Regions from separate parts of the Arachis hypogaea genome. Here region 2 is linked to region 1. A link is a contact called in public Hi-C data. All regions are on one chromosome and are shown on one strand. Each heading gives the region's core, a stretch centred on a gene start, on an enhancer-like site or on the middle of the called end of the contact. The rest is flanking DNA. Distances are from core to core; before and after follow the strand shown.

Region 1 (5,993 bases), core at 1,103-3,602:
AGACTAAAACAAATGTGAGCAGTTGCCCTATTATCTAAGATTCAATCTTTAGAATTCAATTCAAAATCGGAATGAGAAATGAGATGAAATATACTGGCTAAAGGAGTATGAATGGTTGCTAAATTTTCATCATGAAGAGGTTTTTCATGTTGCTGGAATAGTGCAATAAGTGCTTCTTTCTGTCTATCCGAGAATATCCCATCCAAACTGATCTTGCCTTCATTTTGGATAACAGGTGTGGGATTACATTCTGTATTACTCACAACTATCACTGAGTTCACTAAATTAGCTAAAAGAGGTACTCCATTAGAGTAATTTGGTTGCAAATGTGGTGGAAAGCCATGCTTCTGGTAACATGTATCCACCAAGTGACCTTGTTTTCCACAATAAGAGCAAAATTTGGGAGCTCCTCTAGTAGTACCTTTGCCACCTTTATGACGCCCTCTTCCTCTTTCTCTGACATTGTTGGCCCCAAATTTACCTTTTTCACCTCCAGTATTGATAAATTTAGCACTGCCTTGACTAGGCTGGTAAGTCTCTCCTTCACCTATAGATTTAGTGTGAACAGCATTCATTAGTATTCTAGAATCTGATTCAATGAGATGCATCATTTGTCTTTCTTGTTGAAGAAGTAGAGAAAAAATAGTATTCACATCTGGAAGGGGTTTAAGCAACATAATATGGGAGCGCATACTTGCATATTGGTCATTTAAACCTCTAAGAAAACGAATCATATAAGACTGCAACCTATATTGCCTCATTATGTCTAATCCATCGCTACAATTACTCAAGCAAGCATAAGTTGGTATGGGTCTGAATTCGTCTATTTCTTCCCAGATCCTTTTCAGTTTTGTACAGTAAGAGATGATGGATAACTCACCTTGCTTTGTGCTGAACAGATCTTCCTCAAGCTCAGCAATCCGAAATAGATCACCCTCATAAAATTGATGTTTGAGGTCTTTCTACAGTTCGTGTGCATTATCACACCACAGTACACTCTGCAAAATTTCTAGACTCAATGATCCATGTAGCCATGACAGCACAACCGTGTTGCAACGATCCCAAGCATCATATGAATCATCTGTTGGAGCTGGTTTGAGTAACGTGCCATCAATGAATCTAATTTTATCCTTCGATTTTAGACAGATCCACACAGATGTAGACCAGGTGTGGTAGTTCAGTGTGGTTGTGAGAGCGATTTCAAGTATCTCACTTGGGTGAAGGTAGTAATAACTTGAAGGATCTTGAAGAAGGTTGGTGTTAGATCTAGAAGTGGCTTGGAAAGCTTGAAACTGAGCCATCATCTTTGCAAAATTCTGAAAATCTGCTGCAGCAAAACTTTGCGTGTTTTGGATTCATCACCTCTGCCTCATTCGTTGCCATTAATGAATAAATAGGTTAGATCTATCTTTCACGAGCTACTCTCACTACATGTTCTCAGCGAAAGATTCACACTTTGTTGTAGGCTCCACGCTCACCGCATCATAACAAAACTCTGTTCAAACCGAGTGGTAAAATAGTGGAGCAAGTATCATATGAGAGGAGGCTTTGAAGAGAGAAAAAAAGATAGTTGAGGGATGAAAAGCTTTAATGTCTTTATCATTACTATTATCCATATATATACAAGAACATTAGACATCCTAACCCTAATAAACATACTCTATCTAACCATCTATGTACACTAGAATACTTCAAGAGTACCTAATTAATAAGATAAAATACTATTTAATATATAACTTTAATTACACCGTGTTTGAATTCCACAATACCCATTTTTTCTCGAATAGCCGTGATTGCCATAGATTTAACCGAGAAGGATCCATCTTCCGAAAGCTTCCAAATGATATTATCTTCCGAAAGCATCTTGTAGGGTAATATGAAGTTTTTTACCGTATTTACTATTTCACTCAAGGGTACGCCTTCTCCACTTGAGATTCCAAATCTACGATAGACCATCCCAAAATCCATAATTCATAATCAGTTTCGACCTCTACATAAAAATCAAATAGAAATAATAGGTTGTCCTTGTTGCTTAAATAAAATATTTATAACAATTAGAAAATAAAAACAGAAAACAATATCTCTAATAATTTCAAGATTAAATAACAAAATTTAGAAGGATAGCAACCAAATTAAAATTGGAACTCAAAAATTACATTAAACACTAATAAGGTTCTTTTTATTCATTTTTCCTTTTTTTTTTTTTTTTTTTTGCGTCCTTCGTTCTCCTTATGTTTTTGGGAGAGTGGGCAGCGGGGTTGTAAAAATATACAAATATAGGGTCATCGGGTATTCATTTCGGCTTGTTGTCCTTTGCTCTACACAAGGACACAGTGTGGAGGCCCAAGTCTAAACGTTGTGAGTTTTGAGTTGTGGCCTGACCCATTCCACATCTTCCATACAGTGCCATCTATATACCCAAAAAAAAAAAACGTGCCATCTGAGCCAGAAAAATATATAGCTGTTGTCAAGTATAATAGCAAAAAATCAAATACCTATCACATAAAAATTAAAGTGAATATTGTTGCTAACTTGCTATCAGCTTCTAATGAGTGAGTTAGAAGAATATTCTTTTTTGGATATATTATATATGAAGTAATTTTATGTGCGGTATAGATTGCACATGTTGGCTCCTTTTCTATATCTAGTTTGAGGCAGCTCTGTATTTTGTCTTTTAAATTAATACGTAGCTCCTCACCTAGCATGCTTTTGGTGGGTGGAACAATTAATAAATTATCAAAGTAAATAAATAAATAAATAAAACTAGACTGAAGTAGGATGAAATAATGCACTTTTTATATAACCATAGCTTCAAGAATAAACACTCTTATATTGAAATATAAGATATGCTACACTTTAGTTTATTATATTTTTTTTAGACTATTACTGAATTAATGGATTATATATATATATATATATATATATATATATCATCTGGTTGTTACTTTTCTCCAAACGAAAAAGAATTACATATTATAGATTCAAATTAAAATTAAATCACATTTTTTCCTTCAAATTTTACATCCATGCATAAACTCTCTCTTTTAAAATAACTCAGAATTCATTACTTGAAAATTAACTTGGGTCAAATTAATGGTTAGTTTATTAATCTGTTTAATTAATTGTCAAAGATTTAAATCTTTTCTACTGCATGTAAAAATATATTAATTAATATTAAATTCTCAAATAAAATTTTGATCCTTAACAAAGTAATTATTGATTTGTCTTATTAAAGATATAATAAAATGAAAATGTTTAATAACAAAAAAAAAAATCAACCAAAAATAGTCATAATTTATTTTATTTAATATTTATTAATTATTATAATAATTAATAGATGCTAAATAAAATAAATTTTGGCTATTTGTTTTGTTTCCCTAGCATTAATGAAAAACCAAAGATTCATTACTTGAAAGTTGAAATATCTATAATGTATGGCTGGGAGCTCCTTTCTCTGGACAATAGATGGCACGGTATATCTATACGTGGACATTATGCTGTTATGTATAAACTAAAGATTTAATTATTCTATTATTTTTTTAGTTTTATTAAATTTTTATATATTTTTTAATTTTATAATTAAATTATTTTTATATTAAAAATATTAAAATTAATAAAATATATATAATTAAAGATTTAATTAAATTTTTAATTATAAATATTTTTAATTTATAAAAATATATTCAATTAATTCTAATATTTTTTATATTAGAAATGATCTAATTATAAAATTAAAAACAGTATAAGAATATAATTGTAAAAAAAAAAATATAAAAACTTAATTAAAAATTTAATAAAATCATAAAAATTAATAAAATAATTAAACTTAAATTAAATGGTATTTTTTAAGGGAAAAAAGGTAAGTTCGATACTATTCATTACGTCAAGGTTAAACTATATGATTTTGGAAAAATTTTAAGTATTCTAAATATACCAATTTTTCAATAATTTTAACAGTTAATCTCATATATAATATAGATTAATTAAAATTAATAACTAAAATAATTAAAACACCGATATTTAATTTCTACAACATTTGAAAATTTTTCTATGGTTTTAAGTCATTTTTAGTACTACTTATAGATAAAGGTACTTATGTATCACCTTTTTTTTTTCTGTAAATTAAATTTACATGTATTATTTTATATTTTTATTACAATATATATTATATATAAATAATTAATTAGGGACCAATTTTTTATTTACAGTTAACATAGTTGATCGAAATGATCCTTACATCGACGACGGTGAAAATCAAACTCGAGTATTTGTTTGATTTTGGTTCATTTTCCTTACCAAATATATGCCAACCATCCTTGGACGTTCTTTGCAGTATTAGTTACTTGGTCTATTAATTAATCTATTTAGAAGCTTGCTCTTATCTGTTCTTTCATTAGGGTACCCACTGCATGTAGTTGTGATGCTCAAACTTTAGAGACATATATATGGTTGAGGGACCAAAACCAATTCGGTGTTGATATATAGCATTTGTCTATAATAACGATAACGTGATTTCCTTCTCGTCGTTCGTTGATCTATCTTAATCGATTTATATCGATTGTTATAACTCACATAAAGAAAAAATTTCTTGAGGGTTGGTAGAGGAAAAAAGGAAACAAAAGACATTAAATTATGTTGTTGGCATAATTAAGCTCATAACAAGCGAGCTAAACTCATGGACTAGCTAGCTAGTTAGTATAATTGTCATCTTTCTTTAATTGCACATGTGAGTAATAATTTAACTCATTCAATAAGCTTTGAAATATAGCAATTTGATAGACACATTGCTACCTTCCTTTCGGTGGATTATATATATATATATATATATATATATATTGATAAGAAATGAAAAAAAAAATTATACTATAAAAGAAAAGTATACAAGAGAAATATATATATAGTGATATAAGTATCAACTTTCTCTCTTGCGTGCCTTATTAGCATTATAAGCTTTGATTTTGTTTTTCACTTATTTTTCACATATAAATTAAAATTCATAAACTAAGAGTAATTACTAATTGACAACACAATGTAGGCTTTAATTCTATTTTTCTTCTTTCTGTTATGTTTTCAATGGAATGATTATTAATATTGCAAACGTTTTTTTTTAAATGAAATTTTAAAATATTTTTCTCCTAATATTCCTCTTTAAAATATGCCTAAAAGATTTATATTTTTGTCTGTTAAGATATCGTTTTTGTGTGTGAGATTGGCAAAATAGCTCCTATATGTACACGTAGTTGCTGAAACCCCACGATGCTCAAGACATGGTGGTGATTGGTGAAGGCATGTTGGATCAGACACGTACATATAAGGAAAAATTAGAATAATTATTAGGAGGGATAATATAAAAATATAACTCTAAAAAAAAAAAAAAAACTAGAGGAACTAATATAAAATTTAAAGATTTTTATAATTAAAGTTTTTAATTTGGGGGACCATTGCCCCTTCTTAGCATACACTAGCCTCCGCCCAGCGTCCATAATAAGGGATGGATTTAGGAGTATAATAAAAAAAGTTCAACAATTAAAATCTAGTTAAATATAATATCAAATATTTGGTTAATATATATAAAAGATAATATTTAATTTAGTCTTTAAATTTGTACTGAGTCTTAATTTAGTTTTTAAAATTTCAATTGTCTTTATTTAGTCTCTAAATTTTATGAATGAGATTCACATGTTAGTATTCGAGATAATTTTTGACACATAGACGTTAACGAAAAGCTAACATAGACATAGATAGGCGAATACCATGTTGAACTCTGTAAAATGATATCGTTTTAGTTATAACACTCAAATAACTCAAAAATAACATCGTAAATTGTGTTTATTAAATTTTTTCATCCCAAATCAAGTGATACAACATTATTTTTGCGCTACTTGAGTGTCAAAACCGAAACAAAGTCATTTTACAATAAATTTTAGCATGGCAACTGACTCTGCATGTCAATGCTCTATTAATATCTGTGTGCTAGAAATTGTCTCCAAAAC
Region 2 (5,993 bases), core at 1,242-3,741, 42 kb before region 1:
CATCTTTACATTTAGAATTACATCAGTGTTAGTATCTAAGCCGTGCATAACAAAGGCGGATTTCAGGGAAAAAGGGTGGGACAGAGAAGCCATCCCCACCACACTGCCGTGAAAAGCAACCAAGCAAGTTACTTGGCTGCTTGTTCCAGAACTGGAACTTTCTTCCATGTTTCTTCCAATCCACTAATCTTCAGTGGCGGCAACGAAAAAACACTAACTGTCGAGCTCCCGCTTCTAATTTCCTGCAATACGTGCAATGCTGATATGGTACTCTTCATGTAGAGGCTCTCCATGTACTCGATCTCTGATAATTCCTTAGGTATCAAGAAACCATTGCTCTTGGTAGTGGTGGAAGTTGAAGGATCACATCCTTCAGCTTGGGGAGTTGTCTCGCCAGAAGGTGGAGAATCAATAACCGGGAAAAGGCGATCAAGCATTGCTTCGCACTCCTTCACTAGCTTGTAAAGCAGATCAGTGGTAAAGAAAGGTTGTTGCAAGACCTTCTGTATGAAGGGCAACCGGATTAGAGCACCAGTTCTCTTGTCATACTTTTTCAGTATTTTCACTAGCCCTGTGGATAGAAAAATGAGGTTACAATTAGTTAGTTGTCTGGAGCTGCTGATTCGATAGAAGATAAAGACCTTATGTAATAATCCACAATAAATGCTCAAAATAACCAAATTGAGGCTAATCACAGAAACTTATCTCTAAACCTATCTCTCTAAAAAGTTGAAAACCGCAGCTTATTGTTTAAAGACCAGATCACCATCTACCGACAGCTAACTAGTATATTTTTTAAAGAATAAAATAAAAAGGTGAACTACCCTGTTTGATTGTTTAAGCTTTTAGATGATTAGCCTGTGCATAATTTTCAACAGGAATATTTGTGGTGCTCGGCATATACTATTCTAAAGCAAAGAATGATAAGCCATAATGGGGTATCAAAAAGCCCGGATGTTCAATTTTCAGATTTCTTTATTCCAAGATAAGCATATGGTCACAAGTTGTCCACCGATTTTTAAGAAATAATGAACAATATGAATTAGAAATGAATCCTATTCCATCTTATTTCTTGATCTCATCCATTGCATTCATAAATGGCATAATTTTAAATGGCATAATTATAAAGTGAATGCGACACATATTTTATCATATAAAGGTTTGCAACTTGTAAATATAATAATAAATAATTCAATACGAATATATGAAAAGTAAGTTAACATATTTGCTGAGTGTTGACAATTAAAACTTGGGAAAGTACCTGTGTAGTTAAGGGCACTGTAGTTCTCCAGCAAGACCATCTCTCCATGAAAATCCACAATTTCCTTGCGAATTTTCATCAACTCTTCACTGGAAACCTTCACCTTGGCCACCCTGTCCTGAAGCTCCTGCATATTTAAACCGCAACAAACATTAGTTACACACTTACATATCCAGCTAGCTCTTCTATAATAAACATTAATCCAATTAAACATGCTTATCCTAATTAATTAATTAGCTTAAAATGTTCCAGTAATTTTCTGGAGAATAAAAGTTGGCATTGACATTGCCAAATTGAAACAAGAATAGTTACTTTGCCTAGTGGAGACAGGAGACCTAAAATATAATATTTTATTATATCATCGTATCAAATGTCAAATAAAATAATCAAATTCATAATTTGCTGGTATGTTCATTGCTAATCAAGCTAACTAAATTAAAATTCCACATAAAACTTAAAATAGATTCGGAACTTTTCTTTCTTTCTTTCTTTCTTTTTAAATTTCTTGGATCAGTTAACGAGTCGAAGAGATTAATTACGCACCTTGAGCCTGATAATGTACTCTTCCTCCTTCTCGACGAAGAAGTTATTGAATTTCTCGAGCTCTTTTTCAAGGAGATTCCTGAAGTCAAGTTCCTCCTTGGAGATTTCCGGCGCGGCGGAGTCGGAATCTCCGGGGGCGTCGAGCCTAGGGCGTTTGGCAGGGCGGTCGTCGGACTTAGGAGCAGGGTCCAATTGCTTGAGCTTCTTCTTGAGCTCCTTGTAGGAGAGAAACTTGTCGCGCCATTCCGGTAGGGTTTTCTCGATCTGGTTACTCAGGCTCTTTCCGAATTTCATGGCTTTCCGTTAAAGAAAAAAACGAACAGAAAGATGAAATTTCAGATGGAAGAAAAAAGAAGGTAGTGATTTGTAAGAGTTGGTAATTGGTATGGTATAGTATGTGTGAAGAAATAATAAATATAGAGGAATGTGTGAAGGCGAAAGAATATAATATATATGAGTTTGGTTGCGAATGCGATGATAGGGAAGGAGAGGAGGAGGAGGAGAGGGGAGAAGTGAGAGAAGGTGAGAGATATAACGGTATAGGAGAAGAGAATATTCGAGGGTATAGTTGGAATATCCGTAAATAGGAGTATATCTTGGGTTTTATTCCCCTCTCTACTGTCCTCCCAAGGGAGTGGTTGCGCTTCTCCACTTGCTTTAATACTCACTGCTATGTGCTATGTATCTGTGGTGTGAGTTTTCATTTACAATACTTATCAAATTTTAATTACTTTCTTAATTCTTATAATTTTATTAAATTTATAATTATTTTTTATAATTTTTAATTAAATTTATATATTATTTTTAATTTTATAAATATATTTTTATTAATATAAAAAATATTAAAATTAATAAAATATTTTTTATAAATTAAAAATATTTATAATTTAAAATTTAATTAAATTTTTAACTACATATTTTTTAAAATAAGTATTTTATTAATTTTAATATAAAAATTATTTAATTATAAAATTAAAAATAGTTAACTGAAAGAAAAAAAATTGATTATAAATTTAGTAAAATTAACAAAATAATTAAATAAAAAAAATTCTATAAAATAAAATAAATTATAATTTTCAAGACTTATATTTGTACTTATAATCTTAATATTTTTAAGGAAAACATATTGATCACTTAATATTTATAAGTTTTTGTTAATAATAAAACTTGTCTCCAATTTTGTTTAAGAATTATTCATAGCTTTATTACTTCTAAAAGAAAGTCATATTTGTTATAGGATGAAATTTTGGTTTTTGGTTACGCAATGCTCTAATGTGATATATGTGAGTGCGAATATTTATAAATTATGGTTTAGAAAATAAATAAGAATTGGATTTATAAAGAACTCAAAAATGATTTGGATTCAGTAACAAATATGAAATTTCAATGTTTTTGTTTATATTTTTATGTATTATTATGTAATGAATATAAGATTAAATGAATACATGTCAGATTATTTTGTATTTTATACAACTTGACAATCGAAATGTTGTTGCTTTAAAACCGTTAGAATATAATTAGAATTAATTAGATTAATTAGTATTATTTAATATATTTAAATATTTATTATAAAATATTATATTTTTATTATTTTAATTTTTTTAGTATTTATAAATATTATTTTATTTTGTATTATTTTGTATAATTTAAATACACACAATTTTTTTTAATGTTCTCTCTCTTATTTTTTTTTAATATGATATCAGAGTCATGTATTCTTTTTAAGAAGGATAGATTGTTTTCGAGTAAAATCACGGTATTTTTCATATTTTTTTAGTGATATTTTTTTTTCTTTCTCTTTTATGAATACTTTGATGCTTTCTCAGTTCACCGGTTAATTCACTTGCTACTTATTTATTCTCATGGAGAAACTATAAATTTTTTATCACCTTCCGATAGTTTGTAATCTCTTTGCACTTCGTCAAATTTTCAGTATTTTTACGACAGTTCGCCATCTTTTTAACAGTTTTTCGACAGTTGGCCACTCTTGCGACAGTTCCATCTGCATTGCCGTCCGGCCGTTCCGTCTGGTTCCCTTTCGACAATTCCGTCTGCGTTTCCTTCCAACAATTTCGTCTGCGTTTTCTTCTGGTAGTTCTGTCTACGTTCTCTTTCGCCAATTCCGTTTGTGCTTCCTTCCAATAGTTCCACCTGCGCTTTTTTTGTGGCAGTTCCGTATGCGCTTCCTTGTGGCAGTTCTATCTGCACTTCTTTCTGGCAGTTCTGTCTACGCTTTTTTCTGGCAATTCCATTTACGCTTTCTTCTGGCTGTTTCGTCTGCTTTTTGTTATGGCAATTCCATTTGCATCCGTTTTATCAATTTATGCATTTTTTTGTTTCATTGTTTTAAATAAGTTTCAAACTCAAGTTATCACTTGATTTTTAGGGAAGATGTTAGAGTATAATTAGAATCAATTAGATCAATTAGCATTATTTAACATATCTAAATATTTATTATAGGATATTACATCTTTATTATTTCGATTCTTTTAACACTTATAAATATCTTTCTATATACACACAAACTTTTTTTTGTCTGTTCTCTCTCTAAAATTTCTAACAAAAACATATATTTTTAAAATTCCCCAACATATATATGTCATGAAAAGGAAATATTCATTGCATAGAATATGAAAATACAATGATAACCTCTTTTATGAAGGAATGAGATTCCATGCCATGCTTCATCTTAAATTTAGTAATTATATAAATCAGTTAACTTTTTATATATTAACATTAAAAAAATACTTAAGAATATATATGTATATGTTTTAGGGGAAAACAAAGGGAAATAAATATCATATTTACCGAGCATATGACCTTTTATTATTAATAGTGCGTTTAAAACCTAAGCAATCTCGTAATCAAATCATGGATAATTTTATAGATGAGTCAAACTGGTCCAACTATGGGAATAGATAGTGGTGTCAACTTAAAAGATAATACATTAATTAAAAATAAAAATAACTGCAACAAAAGCAGAAAAGTTTGAGTAAATTTAAGCACAGCAAGGTAGAAGGCCTAAGCAAAGGGAAAGCGAAGTTAAGGTTTATTAATTTATAACGCATGGTATAATGCCAAGGCATTTGGAATATCCAATTTTTGCTACCAAGTCCATAATACGACATTTGGGATCCTTAATTAATTAAAATAACTAATTAATTAATATATAGTGCCAGGTGGCACCGCTTTCTCCCCCCTGTCTAACAGAGAGCATTAATTACGTGACAACGTCGAATCACATGCATTTGCAGTTTCCTTCTTTTCAGTTACATGTCCTGTGCCTACTGCCACTTAGTAAAACTAAAATCCGCATCTTTGAATGGATATTCTTAGCAACCATGAACTGGATTCTACCATCCTCATAATAATTATAATAAATAATTATAATTTTCTTTTAAAATTATCAAAAGTGGAGTTTCCATCTTAAAACAAGATTATTTGTTCATCTAATGAAATTGATCCCCCACAAATTCTTTCAGCTCAAAGCACAATTAATAATGCATATTAAAAAAAATCAATTATCAATTAGTTGTTACATATAAGAAATATTATACTAATAATAATTTAAATAAATTATTTATTCTAATAATTAATTATTATTTAAAAATATTATATATATAATATTTAATTTAATGATTAATTTTTAGTGCACTTAAAATATTTTTGCAGAATTAATTTCATTAGAGTAGTAAACGTAGACTATGTTGTGTTTTGCACGAGTTACATTATATTAGGATGACAGGATATTAATATTCTTTAAATCAAATAGTCAATCAAAATTATATATGATTTGTATATTTTAAAAAAAAATCTAATAGAATATATTTTATTTGAAAATGATGAAATAAATCATCAATTTTATTTGTACTATCATTGACTCTAATTTTCACATATGTGTGAGCCAATTCAGCTGAAATTTGACTACCATATAACTTGTTCCAAAAGAACTTTTCCTTAATATAGTTTTAACTACTTGAAAAATACTTAGGGTTGTAGGAAAATCAAATCAAACCCATTAAGCATACTATAGTAAATCTAAACTTATGCCCAATAATCAATCTCACATTAGCATCATAATTAGTGTTATTGAAAAATCATTTTAGCTTAACATAATAAGAAGGATCAATCTCAAATTTCTCTAATTGCACACAGTCCTTCATAAAAATAAATGCCCCTATATATATAT

What was found. Hi-C and Micro-C count contacts between places; a contact is called where the count stands out from the background.
Region 2: a contact with region 1 is called in a Hi-C map of an unstated tissue, with 2.7 times the contacts expected there. The contact joins the promoter of LOC112738235 here to the enhancer-like site in region 1. A contact is called at or near these places in 2 of 8 Hi-C or Micro-C datasets (leaf and an unstated tissue).

Annotation. Positions count from the first base shown.
Region 1 is chr13:43,714,835-43,720,827 of arahy.Tifrunner.gnm2.J5K5, reverse strand. No RefSeq gene overlaps it. Among protein-coding and RNA genes, the nearest start is that of LOC112735905, 11 kb to the right of the region's middle. Within about 2 kb of position 2,352, at least 3 of the 3 cell types and tissues checked have open chromatin away from gene starts, as enhancers often do.
Region 2 is chr13:43,757,338-43,763,330 of arahy.Tifrunner.gnm2.J5K5, reverse strand. It overlaps LOC112738235 (SPX domain-containing protein 1), which reads right to left and starts at 2,491. Exons shown (of 3, transcript XM_025788586.3): 1 at 1,805-2,491; 2 at 1,262-1,388; 3 at 1-571. The coding sequence starts at 2,098. The coding sequence ends at 129.